Linked DNA regions of Mus musculus: all the other regions are linked to region 3. A link is a contact called in public HiChIP or PLAC-seq data. All regions are on one chromosome and are shown on one strand. The core of a region is the stretch at or near the end of the contact, and the rest is flanking DNA. Distances in the headings are between cores, read along the strand shown. Region 1 has its middle 34 kb from the start of 4930483O08Rik. Region 2 overlaps 4930483O08Rik (RIKEN cDNA 4930483O08 gene). Region 3 has its middle 110 kb from the start of Tex36. Region 4 has its middle 34 kb from the start of Gm35364.

Evidence for each region. HiChIP or PLAC-seq counts read pairs in DNA pulled down with a chosen protein or histone mark.
Region 1: a FOXA1 HiChIP or PLAC-seq map of pancreatic cancer cells shows a contact between it and region 3. The contact joins two enhancer-like sites. A contact is called at or near these places in 1 of 484 Hi-C or Micro-C datasets (embryonic stem cells), 1 of 115 datasets of contacts at active chromatin or transcription factors (pancreatic cancer cells) and 1 of 9 other capture datasets (embryonic stem cells).
Region 2: a contact with region 3 is called in a FOXA1 HiChIP or PLAC-seq map of pancreatic cancer cells. The contact joins two enhancer-like sites. A contact is called at or near these places in 3 of 484 Hi-C or Micro-C datasets (embryonic stem cells and nephron progenitors), 1 of 115 datasets of contacts at active chromatin or transcription factors (pancreatic cancer cells) and 1 of 9 other capture datasets (embryonic stem cells).
Region 4: a FOXA1 HiChIP or PLAC-seq map of pancreatic cancer cells shows a contact between it and region 3. The contact joins two enhancer-like sites. A contact is called at or near these places in 4 of 115 datasets of contacts at active chromatin or transcription factors (the NIH/3T3 cell line, astrocytes, embryonic basal ganglia and 1 more).

The regions. Positions count from the first base shown.
Region 1 is chr7:133,159,294-133,164,250 of GRCm38.p6, reverse strand. No RefSeq gene overlaps it. Among named protein-coding and RNA genes, the nearest start is that of 4930483O08Rik, 34 kb to the right of the region's middle. Within about 2 kb of position 1,845, at least 30 of the 459 cell types and tissues checked have an H3K27ac peak or open chromatin away from gene starts, as enhancers often do. A contact at or near this core is called in pancreatic cancer cells, where this site is marked.
Region 2 is chr7:133,137,470-133,142,181 of GRCm38.p6, reverse strand. It overlaps 4930483O08Rik (RIKEN cDNA 4930483O08 gene), which reads right to left. Exons shown (of 3, transcript NR_046279.1): 3 at 1-438. Among named protein-coding and RNA genes, the nearest start is that of 4930483O08Rik, 12 kb to the right of the region's middle. Within about 2 kb of position 1,386, at least 5 of the 459 cell types and tissues checked have an H3K27ac peak or open chromatin away from gene starts, as enhancers often do. A contact at or near this core is called in pancreatic cancer cells, where this site is marked.
Region 3 is chr7:133,492,973-133,497,861 of GRCm38.p6, reverse strand. No RefSeq gene overlaps it. Among named protein-coding and RNA genes, the nearest start is that of Tex36, 110 kb to the left of the region's middle. Within about 2 kb of position 2,976, at least 27 of the 459 cell types and tissues checked have an H3K27ac peak or open chromatin away from gene starts, as enhancers often do. A contact at or near this core is called in pancreatic cancer cells, where this site is marked.
Region 4 is chr7:133,087,410-133,091,929 of GRCm38.p6, reverse strand. It overlaps a transcript of Ctbp2 not described here. Among named protein-coding and RNA genes, the nearest start is that of Gm35364, 34 kb to the left of the region's middle. Within about 2 kb of position 2,814, at least 149 of the 459 cell types and tissues checked have an H3K27ac peak or open chromatin away from gene starts, as enhancers often do. A contact at or near this core is called in pancreatic cancer cells, where this site is marked.

The DNA.
Region 1 (4,957 bases), core at 596-3,095, 330 kb after region 3:
TCACGCTGCTGTTGCTGCTGCTGCTGCTGTTGCTGCTGCTACTGCTGCTGCTGCTGCTGCTGCTGCTGCTGCTGCTGCTGCTGGTGGTGGTGGTTCCCTGTGATCACTGATTTGTTGATGGAGGACAAGCAGCTCTCCAGAAATCCTCCAGGGGATCCCTCCCAGATGGGGAGTCCTGAGGCAAGGGTTGAGCAGTGATTAGGTTCTCAGTCCCAGTGTACCACAGCTACTGTTATTACTTCGATGAAAACTGATCTAGTAAATTATATATAGAGAGATATATACATATACGTATACATATACACATACATGTATATTCATCCTTTTGGCTCTGTTCTTCTAGAGAAACTTTCATCAGCTGTCTCCCAGGAAAATACCGTCATCTTCTCACCTGTATCCAGGTACTCGTGAAACAATACCAGCCCAGCCTCCACTTGAGTGTGTGTAGGGGGGAGGGGTGCTGGAGAGTAAACCCAGGGCCTCACAATAGTACATGAGTACTCTACCTTTGAGTTATCTTTCCAGCATCTTTTTACTGCTATCTTAAGACAGGGGAGCCCCTACATTACCCAGTCTGGCTTTGAACTCACTTTGGAGTCCAAGCTGGCTTTGAAATTACAATCTTTCTGCCTCATCTTTCTGAATAACCTTCTGGAACCAGAAGCCTGTACTACCAAGACAAGTCATCCCTCCCGATCCAGGGTTTGTGTGTCCCTTTGCAGTTTGTAACAGAGGTCTGTGGAACCCTGCAGGCTGTGATGTTCAAGTAGCACCACACATTTTTTCAGAGCATAAATAAGTCACTGCATCCTCATTTTACAGATGACTAAATAAATAAATAAATAAATAAAGACCCAAAGGTGCTGAGTGGATAGAGGTCCCATACAAGGTCATCCAGATGAGTCCACAGGACCAACACTTGAACTTAGCACAGATGATTCTGAACTGAACATTCCCACGGGGACTGACTGGATCGCTGGATTCCATGCTCCAACTCCTCTGTAAGCGCCAAGTCCCTCCTGCTCCTCCCTCCCCTTGCTCTCTCCCCCTTATTCCCTTCCTTTCTGGTTGCCTCATGATTCAGCAAAGATGAAACAAGAGGTCCAAAGGCCAATCCTCCTAGCTGATGTCACAGGATTTGTCGGGGCCCCAGTTAAATGTCAGTTTTCTGTGTCAATCATCTGTGCCACCCACACATGTGAAATAGGAAGACAGCTTCACACTGAAACACTGCCGATTTCAGCAGCGCTTCTGGATCCTTTGGCTAAGACCAAGTGTGATGGTACAACTGAGGAGCCAGGATGGTGCACACCTGTAATTCCTGCTACCCAAGAGGCTGAGGCAGAGGGATTGCAAGTTTGAGGTCTGCCTGATCTACACAGTAAGGTCAAAGCCATTTGTATCTCATTAGGTATCCCAGACCTTGCTTCAACAATAATAATTAATAGTAATAACAATAACAACTTTCAATGAAGTCCCATGAGGACCTGACCTGCCACCCCAGCTTCCCCGGGGAATTATTGACATTTGTCTTTTGTACATATTTTCAAATATTTTTATACACTTATAGATACAAGCAGATAAAGGCACAGATAGAGACGAGCACCATGGGCTCTGTTGGCTTCTGCTTCACATCCCTGGTTTCAGATTCCACATACATTTTATAACTTGCTTTACAAACTATTTCAAACCAATGTGGGATATTGACAAGAGTCTGGGGAGGTGGGTACACTGTTGGAGTACAAATGGGGTGTGGCTTTGAGCACTGTTTCTGTCTGGCATTTCCCTTAGAGACCAGTGTTCTGTGCTTATATTGTCATTAGCAGTGAGACTGGCATCCAGGATGTGGTCAGGCTCGGGAGGGTAGTATGGAGAGAGTAGGAACCATGCACTTACTCGCAGACTTGGGGTGACCTGGACTCCCTCCAGACAGCCAAGCAGCAATGTCTACATAAGCTCCTGGCCCTAGGCCTTCCATCAGCTGGCCTTGTTCCCAGGGGACACTGATCCCTCTGGAATGGTAGGACCTTTTGTGGGAAGATCAGATGGTTCTGAAGAGACCACACATGAAGCTCATTTAGGGAGTTCTCCATGCAACTTGAGTCTCTGTCCTGTGTCACAACATTCAGGTGACTCACTAAGGTCAGGACATGCAGGCACATATCCTGTCTAATTCCCTCAAAGGGGGGGGATCCTCCATCCTGCTCTACCTAAGGAATGCCTTCTGGTCCCTGGGCTCAAGCTGGTGGCAGCATCCCCAGCTGACCAAACCCTGCACAGGGTCTCTGACTTAACACCACACTGGCTCCAAGATTCTGCCCTTGCAGAGGACTGCAGTCACAGTACTCAGTCCTATGCCCTGTATCCTATATCACCACTGGGAGAATCACAGCAGGACCACGGGCCAGACCACATGGCAGTTTCACCAGGCACGTACTTCACCCGGGAGCAGCAGCAGCTGTTTAAAAGCTGGTTTATGAACTTGCAGGCATTCTGTGACCAAGATTGGAAAGCAGACGTGACGGCTGCCCTTGCTTCCCGTAACTGCGACAGGCCTTTTTTGAAAGGGCAGGCAAAGATAAAAAAAAAAAAAAAAAAAAAAAAATCCATGAAAGTCATAAAGCCAGTTTATGTAGAAGGAATGACAGCCTATAAAATCAAACATAAATAAACAACTCAAAACCATTGGGAAGCTAGCAGCCTGGAGCTTCTCTAACTCAGGGAACATTTAAGTCATGTTTGGAGGACAAAAGGGGCCCTAGGGAACTCCTTCCTGGTCTTTCAGGAACCAGGGCTAAGTTGGAGACAGAGCCTCAGCCCATCCTGATCCCTTACATCCATAGGCCAGATAGAACCTGAAGCCCATAGGAGGTTCTCTGTGAAAAGCACCCAGATCTGCAATATCCCTGCAAATGTTTCCTATTTTTAATAACATAGTATCAATTTGCAAACAGAGTAATGATCTCTGCTACTTTTCAGGAAATTATGTTTAATATCATTTACTAGAGCTAAGGAAGAACAATTTAATTGAAAGAGCCGCCCTGAACCATATTTAACCTCACATGTACTAAATGGAGTGTCTCAGAGATAAGTTATGGTTTTTAATTTAACGTAAACTATTCTGTGCATAAGCAGTGTGTTTTTGCCACACTAATAATGACTGGTTTGGGTTTATGAAGTTCATTTTTGGGGGTTTTGCTTTTTGGGTTTTTTTTTTCTTTCTTTCCTGATTGACTCTTTGAGGAAAAATCAAAGCTCCTGGTAGGTTAAGTGTGATCTGGGGATTGGGTTTTTTTTGTTTTGGTTTGATTTTTTTTTTGTTTTTTTGTTTTTTGTTTTTCAACACAAAATCCCAGGAAAGGGATCTACAGCCTAGCAGCTTAGCAGCCTTGCGGCCTCAGGACTTTAGTACCCCTAATGTGAGCTCTTTAATGCTAGGTAAAAGCCCAAGTTTCTAAGAAGTGCCCATATTTCACTGGCAGGGCTGATCCCTCGCCAGGCTGGCTCCTCCACGCCTGATTAATGGATGCCAACCACTGTACCGGCACTTTCAATGAACTTTAGTGCTCACTAAGATTAATAGCTGGATGAGAAATATTGAAACTTTATTATTCATATAATTCATTTGAAGGGATAATCCCAGGAAAATGTAGTGTGTGGCTGGAGTTAGTCACTTGACAATAATCGATGGCAATCCAGCCAGAGGGACAGGTACGGCATCTCCCAGCTGGGCTACCTACAATGAAGGCTTGGGTAGGGGCTGAAGGATGAGTGTGGTGTTGAAACAGGCGCTTGCTCGCCCACTGGAGATGTAGAAACGCTTACTTTCAGGGCTTCTTTTCCCCATCCCCCACTTTGCAGGTCCACAGGTGGCTAGCCTGTTGCTGTTCTGGTTTTTTGTTTGTTTGTTTGTTTGTTTGTTTGTTTGTTTTGGTTGGTTGGTTGGTTGGTTTATTCATCTTTTCTTTTGCTTTTTCACTCATTTGCTTCTCAGTGTGGAAATTCAACGCTTTCAGGCCAACAGGGCATCCGCTTCTTCTGGTCGCTCTTTGAGACTATCTTTCCCAGCTGTTTGGCTCTATAGTTCAGATAGGACTCTTTCAGAAAGAGCATGGAGCCAGGAATTAATCGTTAAGATGACTGCATGCTTAGCTCAGAAATAAATACACGGGATCTGGAGAGACGGCTCAGCAGTTAAAAGCACTTGCTGCTCTTCCAGAAGACCTGAGTAAAGTTCCCATATCAGACAGCTCACAGCCACCTGTAAGTCCAGCTACCAAGGGTCCAATAGCCTTTTCTGGCCTCAGCAGGCAACTGTACATATGTGTACATACACGCATAGACACATAAGTGTACACATAAATAAAAATAAAAAAATAAATGGACACATGATGTAACCAGACCCAACGTAAGACCACAAGCCCTCCACTGACACAGCTAATAGACAGGCAAACTGGAACTTCAGGAGCCACCATGCCATCACAGTGGGATAAGGGTGATGCCAATTAGGTCATTGGTCTAGTCATACCTGAAGCTGGCTTTAACTCTGAGCACTGAACACTTTTCATCATATGAGTCATGTTTGTACTTTGAAGTCACTTTGAGTGAAGTGTTTTTCTTCAAGATCTTGAGTGAAATAACGAAACCTTTGCTAGTGACATCATGACAAGGCTGTGGGCTGACCCCTGCCCTTGTGACTCATGAGATGGTCTTTTAATGTGTGTCTTTAGGCTAGAAGCCATTTAGGGTCAATGAAATGGCTTAATGTATAAAGATGCTTGCTGCCAAACCTGACGACCTGAGTTCAGGCCCCGGGTCCCACATGTGAAGGAAAGAGCTGACTCCCCAAAGTTGTTCTCTGACCTCCACATATCCACCATGGCACACATACGACCTGTGTCCCAGTCAATAAATAAATGCAATTTTAAAGATTTTTAAAAATCATTTGAACACTAGA
Region 2 (4,712 bases), core at 137-2,636, 350 kb after region 3:
AGAAAAACAGATATGCAGAGCTCCCTGCCCCTCCTCAGGGTAATTGCTTCCCATCGGCCAGTAGGCAGCCAGCTTGGAAAGACAACAGTGTATGGAACAGCTATGGAGTAGATCTTGGATGGAACCAGGGCTACTGGCAAGGTACAAATGAGTAGGAGTGGGCTTTCTAGCAACTAGCACAGAGAGAAATCTGCCAGGTCCTGGAATGCTCCTGGTGGGTTTCAGGAATGCTAAAGAAGAGGAATGGACACCGTATCACGCTCTGGCTGGAGCCATGAGGAAGATGTGGCTCTCCCCTGCAGCCCACCACTTCCTACTCTCACCACATGGGCCAGGGTCCCTTCACAAGTGGGGTCAGTACCGCACAATCATGGAACGTGAAAGAAGGCCGTGGCCTTGTTAAATGACTGCCACCGTCAGGAGTTCAGCTGTGTCCACCTGCAGAAGAAAATGCACATGCCTGTCAGCAGTGGTACATACCTTTAATCCCAGCCCTTGGGAGACAGGCATTCGGATATCTGAGTTCAAGGCCACCCTGACTCACATAGTAAGTTCTAGAACTATATAATAAGTTCTAGAGCTATATAACGGGACCCAATCTTAAAAACAAGCAGACAAAACAAAAACAAAAAAAGAAAGAAGAAAGGAAAGTTTTCTTTTTGAGGTGGGGTTATCTTATGCTGCCAAAGCTGACCTCTAACAACAGATCACCCTGCCTTGGCCACCTGGAGAAGATGTGCAATAGAACTCACTAAAATGGGAATCATGTCAAATCTAGATTTCATAGGAATATTGTAAGGGTGGGGCAGTGACGGCACAGGCCTTTAATCCCAGCACTTGGGAGGCAGAGGCAGGTGAATTTCTGAGTTTGAGGCCAGCCTGGTCTACAGAGTGAGTTCCAGGACAGCCAGTACTACACAGAGAAACCCTGTCTCAAAAAACAAACAAACAAAACAAAAGGAATATCGTAAGGATTAAATGCAATAATGTTTGGCAAGGGCACCATGCTATTATTAGCTGCAGTATACTATGATAATGCTGAAAGGTTTAAATCTCTCCTTTTTACTATTTTTATCTATGTTTAATTACATGCATGTGCATGCATGCACACCATGTGTGTAGCAGTACCCACAGATGCCAAAAGAGAGTATCAGATCTCCCAGAAGAAGAGTTAAAGGGAACCCTGAGTTGCCTAATCTGGGTGCTAGGATCTAAACCTGAGTCCTCTGCAGGAGTAGAAAGCAGTCTTCACTGGTGAGCCATTTCTCCAGCCTCCCCTTCCTTTCTGTTTTGAGATAGGATCTTGCGTGCATCCAGGTTGGCCTCAAACTCACTACGCAGCCAATCATCCTGTCTCCACCTCCCAAGTGCTTGGATTACAGGTGCGCACCATCGTATCCAGTTCACGTGGCACTGGCTGTTGAACCCCAGGCTCTATGCTTTCTGAGCAAACCCCTTCCTACTGAACTACATCGCCAGTCCCTCCCATGCTCTCATTTATTTGCTCAGTTTTAGATTTGTTTGTTTAGTTATTTATTATTGTAGCTATATACGCATGCGGGGGGGGGGTGCGCAGCAATATGCAAAGGCTCACACAGGAAGGCAGCGCAGGCGAGGGCACCCATGCGGAAGTCAGAGGTAACTCTGGAGTCAGTTCTTTCCTTCCACATCCACGTGGGTGCTGGGGATTGAATTTAGGCCACTAGGCTTGGGCAGCACATGTTTTCATACGCCGAGTCTCACGGCTACCTTATGTTTACAGAGAAACAGAGGGAGACTCCGGGAAGGACACAAAACTCGTGGTTAAAAACAAAGGGTGAGTCAGGAGACGATCCCCTAGTTTGCAGTCTGAGTGCCCCAGGAAAATCCTCTGCAGTGGCTCCCGTATTTATAAATTTTGCCTTGGACAGTCCGGTCTTGTTAAGGATGAGATGAGAACAAAGACCTCAAAGCCGAGTTCTGCTATGCATACAGCAGGTGTTAAGAAGTGCCCCTGTATGCACTTGTGAGTTATTATTGCCTAATGGACCAGTAGCTCTTCAAGGGCTAAGTCTGATCCCCATTTCTCTTTGTCTTGCCAGTGCCTGGCACAGGAGCCTGGTATAAATAAAGCGTTTAATAAATATTTTATATGTATTAATAATTAACACCTGTGGCTATTTATAAATATCTCTGTGGGAAAAGCCCAGTTGGGATTGTGGCCTGTATCAAAAGTTAAATTCTCAGCTCATTTACCAAAGGCTGTGTCAACACAGGGTTACAATCTGCCCAAGAAGCTTAGAATGATACAATAGCGTCAATATTGTCCATTTAAGGTAAGCGTTTTAAACAAGTCCTGTTTTCATTTCAGGTGGGCAGAGCGTGGTGAGAGTCAAGTTCTAACACATGGTGCCTGTGCATACGACCATATTTGGAAAGAGGGTCCTTACAGCAGTGACCAATTTTAGGTGAGGTAATTTTGGATTAGGAGGGATCCTCAAATTAGAAATGGTGTCCATCTAAGGGGAGAAAAACACAAAAACCCAGCTAGTCACGTGATGACTCAGGCAGCTACAGGAACAGTGTGCCCACTAAATGCGGGAATACCAAGGAGTGGGAAGAGTCTCCCCTCTACCTTCAGAAGGAGAGACAGAGAGACAGAGACCTCTAACAGTGTTTCATGTTTCTGGAATTGGGGGATAATACAAATCTGTCATTTTAAGTCCCTGGATAACTCGTTAACCAGGAATATATGGAAGGGAATGTACACATGGGCCCTACTGCTGGACCATACTGGGAGTTCCGAAGAAAGTCCACAGAACGCATTCCAGGACGTAAAAGGCAAGAGCCCAGCATCTTTGCTCCTGCTCCTCAGTGGCGTGCCTGTGGGTTTCCCTCTCGTCTATTGTCTCCCTGGGCTTCAAGACAGTTTGAGGGATGGGTGGGTGGTGGCAGAGGTGGTCAAACCAAATGCAGGATGTAGGGCTGGCTCCCTGGGCTACAGGTATCTGCTGAGGTGTGAAGGGAGTGAGCTTTTACCCCACTGCACCTGCTGCTGAAATCAGAGTGGGGAGCAGCAGCCACAGAGCTACAGGGTCTAGACCAAAAGAAAATTCTTGTTAGTAACAATTAACAATCTTTGTTGGAGAGAGGTGTACTGAGACAGTGTCTTCCTAAGTAGTCATGGCTGTCCCACTGCTACTGTGTAGTCCAGGTCAAATTTGTGGGCCTGCTTCTGCCTCCCATGCTGGGGTTACTGCCACCAAACTAAGACATTCAAGATAGAGAGGGTGGGGCTGGAGAGATGGCTCAGCGGTTAAGAGCACCAACTGCTCTTCCGAAAGGTCGTGAGTTCAAATCCCATGAACCACATGATGGCTCACAACCATCTATAATGAGATCTGACGCCCTCTTCTGGGGTATCTGAAGACAGCTACAGTGTACTTACATATAATAAATAAATAGCCAGGCGGTGATGGAGCACGCCTTTAATCCCAACACTCGGGAGGCAGAGGCAGGCAGATTTCTGGGTCTGAGGCCAGCCTAGTCTACAAAATGAGTTTCAGGACAGCCAGGGCTATACAGAGAAACCCTGTCTTGAAAAACCAAATAAATAAATAAATAAATAAATCTTTAAAAAAAATAGAGAGGGTGGTTGCAGAGAATTAAATAAACATGGGATATTTCTAAGCATAGGACTCCATGCACCTACATAGACTATAGGCAGCACCCAGGGTACTTGCTGTAAGTACCACTACTACACATCGCGCTGGTGCTTTAGACATGCAGTGAATGATGGTGCTATTACCATACGGAGGAGTCTATGTCCTGAATCTTTCCTCTGTAGTAGGAACGCATCTAGAGAGATGGATATTGCTTCTCAGCTGAGGAGTCACTTGCTAAACACTGGGATTTGTACTCAGTAAGTGAGAAACACCTGGAACTAGAATTACACAGCATTCAAGTTCATTTGTTTGGCTTTTTGAGACAGGGTCTCTCTAACTAGCCCTGGCTGTCTTGGAACTCAGTATGTAGACTAGGCTAACTTCAAGTTTACAAAGGTCCTCCTGCCTCTGCCTCTAGAGTGCTGGGATTAAAGGTATGGACCACCACTCCCAGCTCACAACATTCGATCATTCTGTAAACGTTTTCCCAATCCCTCAGTTCTGTGTGAGCACAGAGCTCCAACTTTCCTGCCCCAACCTCTCTGATGTCTCTGCTCACAGACCTGATACTGATATTTAGCACGAGCTCAGCTTCTGTGGCCTCATTCAATATCCTTCTGCCCAAATGCTATGTTTAGTTTATGATGTCTCTCCTCCCATCAACAAGCCATTCATATGAAATTTGAAATGAATTGTCAGAGGCTGGGAATGTACTCAGTGGACAGAGTCTGTGGCTTTCGATCCCCTGCACACATAAATCAGACATAGTAGCATACACATTGCAATCCCTGCACTTGGGAGGTGGAGGCAGAAGGATCAAAAGTTCAAGTTTGGGTCTGCCTATTAAAAAAAATGTTTAAAAGAAAATGACAAGGGCCGGGAAGTGGTCATTTAATGATATACCTTACCAAAGGCCTCAACTGACCATGGGACTCACACCTCTAAAACTGGCCATAATGAACTTTTCTTCTTTATAAGTTGTCTCAAGGTGTTTTCTACAGTAGCAGAAAACTAACTGATGGCTGGGTGTAGTGACACATCTTTAATCCCAGCACTTGGGAGGCAGAG
Region 3 (4,889 bases), core at 1,727-4,226:
ATTAGTGAAATCCATACTATATTAGCCCGGTAACAGAATCAATAGACCCACATTCTCTGAGTGACTCAAAGCACAGTGTTGGGGCCCAAGACCACCTCAGGGTCAGTGCCCTACACCACTCTGGTCCTTAGATGGCTGGATCTCTCCTTATATATATTAACTTGATTCAGCACCCACCCTACAAAGTCCTACAAAGATTAGTGGAGACTAGGCTATGATGGTGGACACAGAGCATGGAGGTGACATCGGAGAAACGGCATGGATGAGGGAAGTGTGTAAATTACATCTGAAACCATCATGTAGAGCATATTGGCCATGTAATTCCCTGGGGTCCTTCTTTTCAGCGGTCTACTTAGGGTTATCATTCTGAAAGGGCAGCTACCTCATCAAAGGAGTGAGTGACAGCTTTCATCATATTCCTCTATCTCCAGATTGATCCTGCTCATGGAAGCCCCTCACTCTAGCATAACTTCTCCCAAATGGACATAAACCATTACGCCAGTGACCTTGACACAGTTCTGGAATCACCTGCACTTGGTTTCTGATGGGATCCTTGTAGTCTTATCTAATATGGAACTCCTTACCCAGTGTATAGTGTATTAGTCAGGTTTCTCGTGAGTAACAGAATTTATAGACTGAATCTCTCTCCCTCTCCCTCTCCCTCTCCCTCTCCCCCTCCCCCTCCCCCTCCCCCCCTCTCTCTCCCCCTCCTCGAGAGTGTGTGTGGGTGTAACGGGAATTTATCAGAATGACATACAAGTTGCAGTCTAGCTAATTCAACAATGGCTGGCTGTGAATGGAAAGGCCAAGAATCCAGTAGTTGCTCAATCCACAAGGCTGGGCATCTTAGCTGGCCTTCAGTCTACACTGGAACCCTGAAGAGGTAGCTTTAATGTCAGTGAAGGAATGGACTTACTAGCAAGGTGAGACCGAGTAGGCATAAAACTTCATTTGTCCATGTCTTTCAGGCTTCCAGTAGGTGTGGCCCAGATTAGAGGTGAAGACCCAGCTCTAAAAATCTGCATCAAAAGTATGGGTCTTTTGCCTCAAGATCCAGATTAGAAATGTATCCTTCTACTTCAAATGAAGTAAGCATCCCTCACAGGTGTGCCTCCTTTCTCAGTAGTTATTTCCAGATGGAGTCAAGCTGACAAGCAAAAGTAGCCATCACACCTGGCGAAGACATCCTTGACCATCAACAAACTGTGCTCAAGAGAAAAATGTGGCCTTACTTTCTCTATCCCAAGCAGGCTTGGGACTCTCCTTTCAGGACAATGCTATTTAAATGTCACTCCCACACGCAGACAGAGGTGTAGTTTGTTCCTAGGAGCACAGATGACTTCTTCCTATGCCAAACAGAAAACCGTGGGCAATTTTAAGTGATGGTCTTCTTCCTCTTTATCCCTGTAGATTTTAGAAACTGTACATAATACACCCATGCTCAGAGCACCCAGTTTCAAACATACAAACACTGGGAGCTGCCAAGAAGTATTCCAGGTCCCGCAACCACCACTATCCCCGCCCCCAGAAGATCAGGAGGTGAGTGACATTTAGATGAGAACAAAACTTCCTGGGCGTCCCACATGGAAAGTGGAGTCTCAATGAAGTAAGGATTTAGCAGAGAGGTGTGGAAGAGGTGTCTGAACCGCACAGCACCCTTCTGCACTGTCCCCGCATTGAGGGAGATGGCATGAACTTGGCCAATCACTGGCTGCCCCTGGGGGAAGGACAAGAACAAATAACCTTGGGAAAGTCTAGTCCCTGAGGCTAGTGGCAGTCACCAATGAGCACAGAAGCTGTGAGTGGCTCTGTATAAATGATGATTGCTTTGGTTCTAAGGAGGGGATGAAGGGGTGATGGGCAGATGGCTTAGTGGGAATTGCACCTGCCACTAAGCCTGACAACCTGAGGTTTCACATAGTGTAAGAACACACACACACACACACACACACACACACACACACACACACACACACACACATGTAATTAGAAAATGCTTACAGTGGAGATCTGGACAGAATACCTTAGATTTACTAAAGGTACTTGAAAGGTTACACATTACTGCAGAGGGAGAAATCCATCTAGGAAGGCTTTCGGGAGGAGGATATGAACAGCTTTTGAAGCTAGTAGAGCAGAGAGGAATGACCATCTTAAGAAGCAAGGGGACTTTGAGACATACAAACCTCCCTCCCCCTGCTCTGCGTAGTTCACATTTTCATTGCTTTCCCAAAGGTTGACTGTCCACCACCCTCCTGTGTCTGGGAAGCAGGAGGCTTGGGCTCCGTCAATGTAGGGACACCCACAGTTCTAACAGGACATGACTTTGTGATCTTCGGTCTGTCAGGAAAATGCATAAAGAAATAAAAATAACAGAGAGGTTAATTAACGGAGCCCACAGGTTTCTTTGTAACCTCCTCCACTTCACTGTGTCAATAATAACCGGAGAGCAGACTTTCCCCAGGATATTCCAGAGCGTGACTAATTGCAATAACAAAGAACACATTTTCCCCATTCTCCGCCCTCTCTGATTTGGAAAATAGATTTTTGCCCTTTTCCAGGTATGTGATGCAAGACTGGTGAGCTGATCCGACTGTGTAGACATGACTAAAGCTCATTTGCTGAGATCTGAGTACCCAAGGGGCTCCTCGATCCTTTGGGGGAACCCACGTCAAGCAACACCCTGCAAATTGTTGCTTGGCTGTGCCAGGAGGCCAGGGAACTACCAGCTGTGACTTCACCAGACAGGACTGCTGGCACAGGACCATCCAGGAACTGTACATGCATGGATTATTTTTTCCCCCTGAAAGCCAATTTTGCTTCTGAGACATTTACATTGTTTCCCTAAAGGTTGTACAAATACATTTGCACATTTATTTCTATCTAGCTGCTGAGACAGGAGGCTCCAGGGATCAGAGGAACTTGGGGGTCTGATGAGGACCAGGCGGTTTCCAAGGCCATGCAGGGAGTGATCGGTGTGTCTGGAACACATTAGGGGCATGTAAGGCAGTGTTTGCCACAGGCCTGTCAGCCCCGAGGACCACAGAGGATCTGCTGTGCATTGATTGTGCGCCTTGGGCGAGGTGCTTGTGGCAGATTACAATAACAACCATAATTTATTTGACCCCCTCTATCTACCCACTGTGATAGTTCCCTGCCAGACTGACCTCGGGCCTCCCTTTGAGTACTGGGATGTTAGCAAACCCACAAGTGAGGGCTTGAGAAGTACTTACACATGGCAACTGCCTGTCTTGTTGCCCCTGCAACCAAGCCACCCACATGTAAAGGGACTCAAGCCAGTCTACTGGGAGGTAAGAAATGCATGGCCAGCTATCCTAGTCATCCAGTTGGTGGCCAGTCAACTACCAGACAGGAATGTGAACGTTCAGGCAACCTGCCAGGTGACCTCGAACACAGTTTCCTAGCTATGATCAACAGAAGGGAGTCCATCTGAGGCCAGCCCACATCCCTACCCCGTAGCATTGAGAGCTGAAGAAGGACTTGCATGGAGTCACACCTTTGTCTTCTCAGACACTGTTCTCAATCGTGGGCTTAGGGCTAAGCCATGTGACTTGCCCTGTCCAGCTCTCAGCTTGCTGCAGCAGCCATCTCAACGCTTTCCTCCAGGCATGGCTCTTCCTTGCTGTGTCTGTGAGGAGGTGGGAACCGCATCTCCTCAGGTGCCCAGGTTCTGCAGTCATGACAGAGCATGACTCTCTGAGAAACCACATGGTGAAGAGTCACCCATGCACCCACAGGGTTTTCACAAAGCTGGCTGCAGCCTTGGAGAGACAGCGCTGTGAGTCAGAGGAACTTTCGGGCACAGCCAGTAAAAGATGGAAGCTTACCTCATCTGAAGAAGGCCTCCATCAGGGCTCTGGTGGCCTACTCACACTTCCGTCTTTTGCAGATGACCCTGTGGGCAGGAGGCTGCATAACCTATTGCCTTTGAGTTGGGCAAAGTAAGGAGTATGCCTGTCTCATCTTTGTTCTGGAATTTGAGGATATTAATGGCAATTGATACTTTAAAGGACTTCAGTGCTCACACAGATGTGGTCTTCCTAGATCAAATCTGGAAAGAGAAAATAGAGACCCAGGAGTCAGTGTTTTGGTGGCACATTAAAAAAAAATGTGTTCTTGTCAAGTTGGTGGCTGTTGCCTAGGGAATCCTAAGTCCAGGTCTTAGATTCTTTGGTTGGACCTTGAGGGCTCTGACCTAACTAAGTGCCGCTAGACTGGGGCTTGGTTGGAGGAAGTATGTGTATAGAAAGAAGAGGGAGCATGTCCTAGCTCTCTCCTCTTCTTCCTCTTCCTCTTCCTCTCCCTCCTCCTCCTCTTCCTTTTCCCTTTCTCTCCTTCTCCAGTATGAACAAATTTCCCTATCACAGTCTTCTACTCTATTTCTGATTGACCCCAGGTGTGAATGTAGCAGAGCCAGCCGATCATAGACTGAAACCATGAGACCTGAACTTTCTCCTGCTTTGTAACCCCAGGTACTTTTGCTTCAACAATGAAAAACAAACACACACAGATTTTTTTTCTTCTTCAGGATCCATAAGACCACTTCACCTGACCTGTGGAGGTGATTCAATAAATACTTGGCAGATGAATGAGTGAATGAATGAATGAATGAATGAGTGAATGAATGAGTGAGTGAGTGAATGTAGTAAAGAGATGCGCATGAGTGTGTTTCTGTCTTCCAGCTCCATACAGGGCTCAGAAGCCTGCTAATGGGGGAGGAAGGTTCCATGCTGTGGAAATTTCTCTGAAAGCTCCTTATAACTTAATTGTGCTTTAGTATGAAGAAGTTCTGCCAACATCCCCTTCCCATGTTCTTCAGTGGCTAAAAAAACGAGAGCTTTGTTCTTCCCTGTGTGGGAGGACTGGCTTGA
Region 4 (4,520 bases), core at 1,565-4,064, 410 kb after region 3:
ATGTCGGGATGGTGGCAGTGAGGTCCTTTGTCACCAGGAACTTATCTAGGTTTGCATTTTTTGCAATTTTTGGCTCATGTCTGAGACCTCTTTAAAAAGAAGCACAGTATTGAAGGAAGGGGTGTGGTGAGGAGCCCTGTCTAGGGTCATTTGATTCCAAGTAGGATTTGAAAACTATAACTAGTTCAGTTGATGTTTCCATTTTGTTCCAAAGAGCTAGGTGTCCGAGCTGTTGCTACCTGGGAGGGAATTGAGGCCTGGTGCGACGGCCCAGTCTTAACAGCAGGTTATAGCATGCATTGCTGGCTTGAGGAAAAAGGTCAGATTTCTGCATTCCAAATGCAGCTTCCATTGAATGTGCGCCACGCATGCCATGGTAAGGTCAAACCAGCATAAGAGCATATGCTTATTTGCTATGTGTGGATATTAGATACATCTGACCCAGGGGCTGAGAGCAAGGCCCAGTATTGGAATGCTGGTACCTGGGAGAGGAGGTGGTAACGAATGCAGCATCCTTTCTAGGGAAGTATGAAGGGTGAGGCTTGAGGATGGGGTTGATGGGCCTGGCCCCGCCCTGCCCCGCCCTGCCCTGCATCCCGGCTCATCCTCAGCTCTCTGTGCAGTTGTGGATGCACCAAATGCCAGATTTCAGAATGGTGTTAGCAAGTTCTAGTCCTCTGCACCGGGAGGGCCTTGCCACCCTGGAAAGGAAATCTGCCAGAATTCTAAAGAGAACAGGTCCTTGGACTCTCTCGCTGGATTTCTTCAAGCCTCAGTGACTGGAATCGGCTATCGCTGTAGTAAGAATTTTGGTGGTAGTTGCTCCTGCTCTTTCCTGCCTCCTTGCCCTCCCTCCTGCTTTGACCTTCATTCACAACTTTTTGTAGTTTTAGGTGAGTCTTATTATGTAGTCCATACCAATCCTCTTGTCTTGCCTCAGTCTCCCCCCTGAGCCACTACTTACTGACAGCCAGATCCTGTGGTGATGGCTTGGAGCTTGTAAGTGCTTAGTTCCCATTCAGGATTGATGAGTGACATTCTCCCTTGGCTGTACCTGAGCACCACAGAGAAGTGTGCTCCGCCCCCTTCACACTCCTCTACATGATTGGCTGTCTTGAAGTTTCCCAGTCCTACTGGCTCCACCTTAGTGCTGCAGCTATCTGCCTCTTGGTGGGGGAATGGGTGGATTCCTTGTGTTATTTCAGATACTCTGCCCCAATAGTTCACGTCATCTTGGACATTCGGTTGCTCAATTCACGCTCTTCCTTAAAGCTTGGATGAAACACTAAGGGATGGGAGTGGCTGAACTGCGTGGTTCCCACCAGTCTTTCATTTTATCGCCAAACTCTTATCTTTCCCTTTCCTCTCTTGTGGCCCAAGCTAATTAGGATGTTGGTCCTTGCTGTGATATATGCTGCACGCTTTGTATGTGACATGCTTGTCACCTGTGTTTAACTAACTTGAAGTCATCTGATCTGTTTTTACCCCCTGAGCACTTACTGTGAGCCAGGTGCTATGCTAGAGTTGCAGCGGGACTGTTGCTGTTTATGGAAATGTCTCTTCCTATCCCAGGTTAGAGAGATGGAACAGTGGGCTCTTTTGAGTTCCCCAAACGCTTGATGCCGACAAGAGGAAGAAGGCTGGGACATAAGGATTATTTGTCTCTAAGCATTTTAGAGAAAAAAGATATAGCTGTGCTGGGTTTAAATATAGCAGTGTTTGCTACCGGGATGGTGAATAAGCAATTGAATATGTAGGTCATTGACTTATGAGAATGAGCTGGGAGTTTTTCTTGCATTTGATTAACACTGTCTTACAATGGGCCATCAACGCTATGCCAAAAGTGGGTTACACAGAGTTCAGTGAGGCATCTGGATTGGGCATGAGCCAGATTCAGCAGAGGACACCTTTGCCCTCATAAGGTATGAGGAGTGGGTTTGGTGTCCAGCCCTGTGGTGTGCAGTCAACTGCTGTCGCACTTACTGGCTCTTCCCCGAACCGAGAGAGCTGTCCTGGGGAGGGACACCTCTGCGGGGCTTCCAAGCACATCTACCATAGAAGCCCATCCACTCAGAGAGAGGGGGAAAGGGCGCTACTTAAGTCGGGATAAATGCCAGCGGTGTATTTTAATACAGTCTTGATTCAGAGCGCACTGTTTGGAATTGCATATTTAAAAGGAAACTGCCATCTCCTTTTGAAGGTATGTGACATTTAAAAGATCTGTAGCAGAAGATTGGTTTGACAGCTTCGAATTATATTTGAAAGAGTTTTTCTTGTTTAAAAAAAAAGAAAATGATTACTTCTATTTTAAATGTCATCACAAAGACATAAACATGTTTAATCAAATTATATATTTAATTTATGTAGAATGTAATTTTTATTCATGTGGAAGATTCATGGGTGGTCCCTTCCCCCCCCCCCCCCCCACGAGAAGCAGCTTTGGAGCCAAGTGATGCTGGTGTTTGAAAATGGCTCACTTCTTCAAGAAAACGGCCATTTAAGGTTTCATAAAAATCTAGGGGTGGGGGAGCAGTATTAGCATTGAAATCTTTTTTTTCACCCGCACACTGTACGTCACTGAGCATTTTGGGGGGAGAGGTATTTTTTCATGATTGTTGCCTGGTGATAGTAAGGATAAACTCTGGGGTGAATTGAGAAAAGTGCAAGCCCGGAGACAATGAAGGCGGAAATAGCAAGGACGCTCCTGTAATTTTCTTCTTTTGGAGTCTTTGAATCAGCAGGGAGTTACTGTGAGTGCTAGCCGCAGAGCCAGCACTCCACTCCTTAAAAGGGAGGGTGTGGGAGGACAGACCCAGTGCTAGGAAAAGACCTTTTGCCTGATGTAAAAGGCTGGCACAGAGGCTGAGGCAGGCCACCGACTGGGTCCCAGAGCTTCCTGAGGAACAGGGGCATAACCGTGGGTCTGCTCTGGGCCAGGCAGCTCGGCCGACCCTGGCGATCTGTTGGAACACTCCAGTTCCAGAACTGTTTTTGAGTGAGCTGGGCATTGGAAGCCAGCCAGCCCAGTGTGTATACACATGGTGGCTGGGACCGTTGTAGCCTGTTTCCAGCCTGCTGTCTGTAGTTTCGATTCACCCAGGCTGGATCAGGGAGTTCTGATCCCAAGCTGCCCACTTTCCCAGCTGCCCCAGGGCTCTTTTTTTTTTTCTCTCTCACCCTAGGCCCCAGATCAGAAGCCTTCTGTCAGATGTGGCTTGGGGATAACTGGGATTGTAGCATCTGGAAGAAAACAAGCCAGACAGAATTTCTTAGAACTACGGGCTCCAGTGGAAGGTCAGAGTTCAGGGAGCGGTGTGTTCTTATGGGCTAGGTGCCAGAAGGCAGGGACCCGAGACCAGTGCCTGTTCTTGCCAACAGGACCCGGCCTTTTCTCCTGTGTCTGCCTCTCATTTGAACCATCAGAGAAGTGGGATTACCCTTCATGTTACCTCTCTGACTTTATTTACTTGGCTTCTGGGAATGGAAACTTAGGTCCTTACATATGGGAGGCAGCTTTTTTTTTTTTTTTTTACCCACTGAACCACTTCTCCAACCTCTTATCTTGCTAGATGCACATAGAGATGTAGCAGAAGTAATAGATGCAGTGAGATGTCAAATGACTTCCTCCCTCTTCTCTCTCCCCATCAGTAACAGTAAGTAACATTGGCTGGATGTAGGCATCAAGATGATCCTCAGTGGGGCATTCATGCAGCCTTGCGTGCATGCTATCAGTCTAAGGAAACCTGGACATCTTCAAGGGCCCTGCACACCATGTCCCATTTCTCAGGTGCCCAGTGGGGCTTGTGTCACCATGATTTGGTTAAGAAAAGCCCATAGCTTTGTCAGTTTTCTTCCTTGTATTGTGTAGAGCAGAGTAACTAGTAAGAAACAGATCCTGTCCAAAGGACTAATAGATGTCAACATTGTTAGCAGCAGTTATGTCCTGAGACTAGCAAGGGGTGTTCACTTGATGCACATGTCCAGCAGGGTCTGTGTGGGCCTGCTTTTTCAAGTAGAAGCTCCACAGCCCTCTGGCTGTGACACATTTCAGCGAGAACTGTAAAAACTGCAAGTTCTGGGAACCTTAATTCCACATAAAATATTTGAGTGCTGTTTGGTTTTTTTGTTTTGTTTTTGTTTTGAGACAGGGTTTCTCTCTATAGCCCAGGCTGTCCTGGTACTCATTTGTAGACCAGGCTAGCCTCGAACTCAGAAATCCGCCTGCCTCTGCCTCCCGAGTGCTGGGATTAAAGGCATGCGCCACCACCACCCCTCTTGCTTGTTTGATTTTTGAGACCCTATATATGAATTGTTAAGGCTACCCCTGAACTTGCTGTTTGTTTAGCTCAGGCTGGTCTTTTTTTCGATCTCTGTAGCCCTCTCTCTACGCCTCCCAAGTGTTTGGATTGCAGGAGTGTATCACCATACCTGGCTCAAGCTGGTTTTAAGACATATATGCCTTGCCACATTGTATGAAGGGGGATACCATTTAGCATTTACAAATTACTGTCCTCATGGAT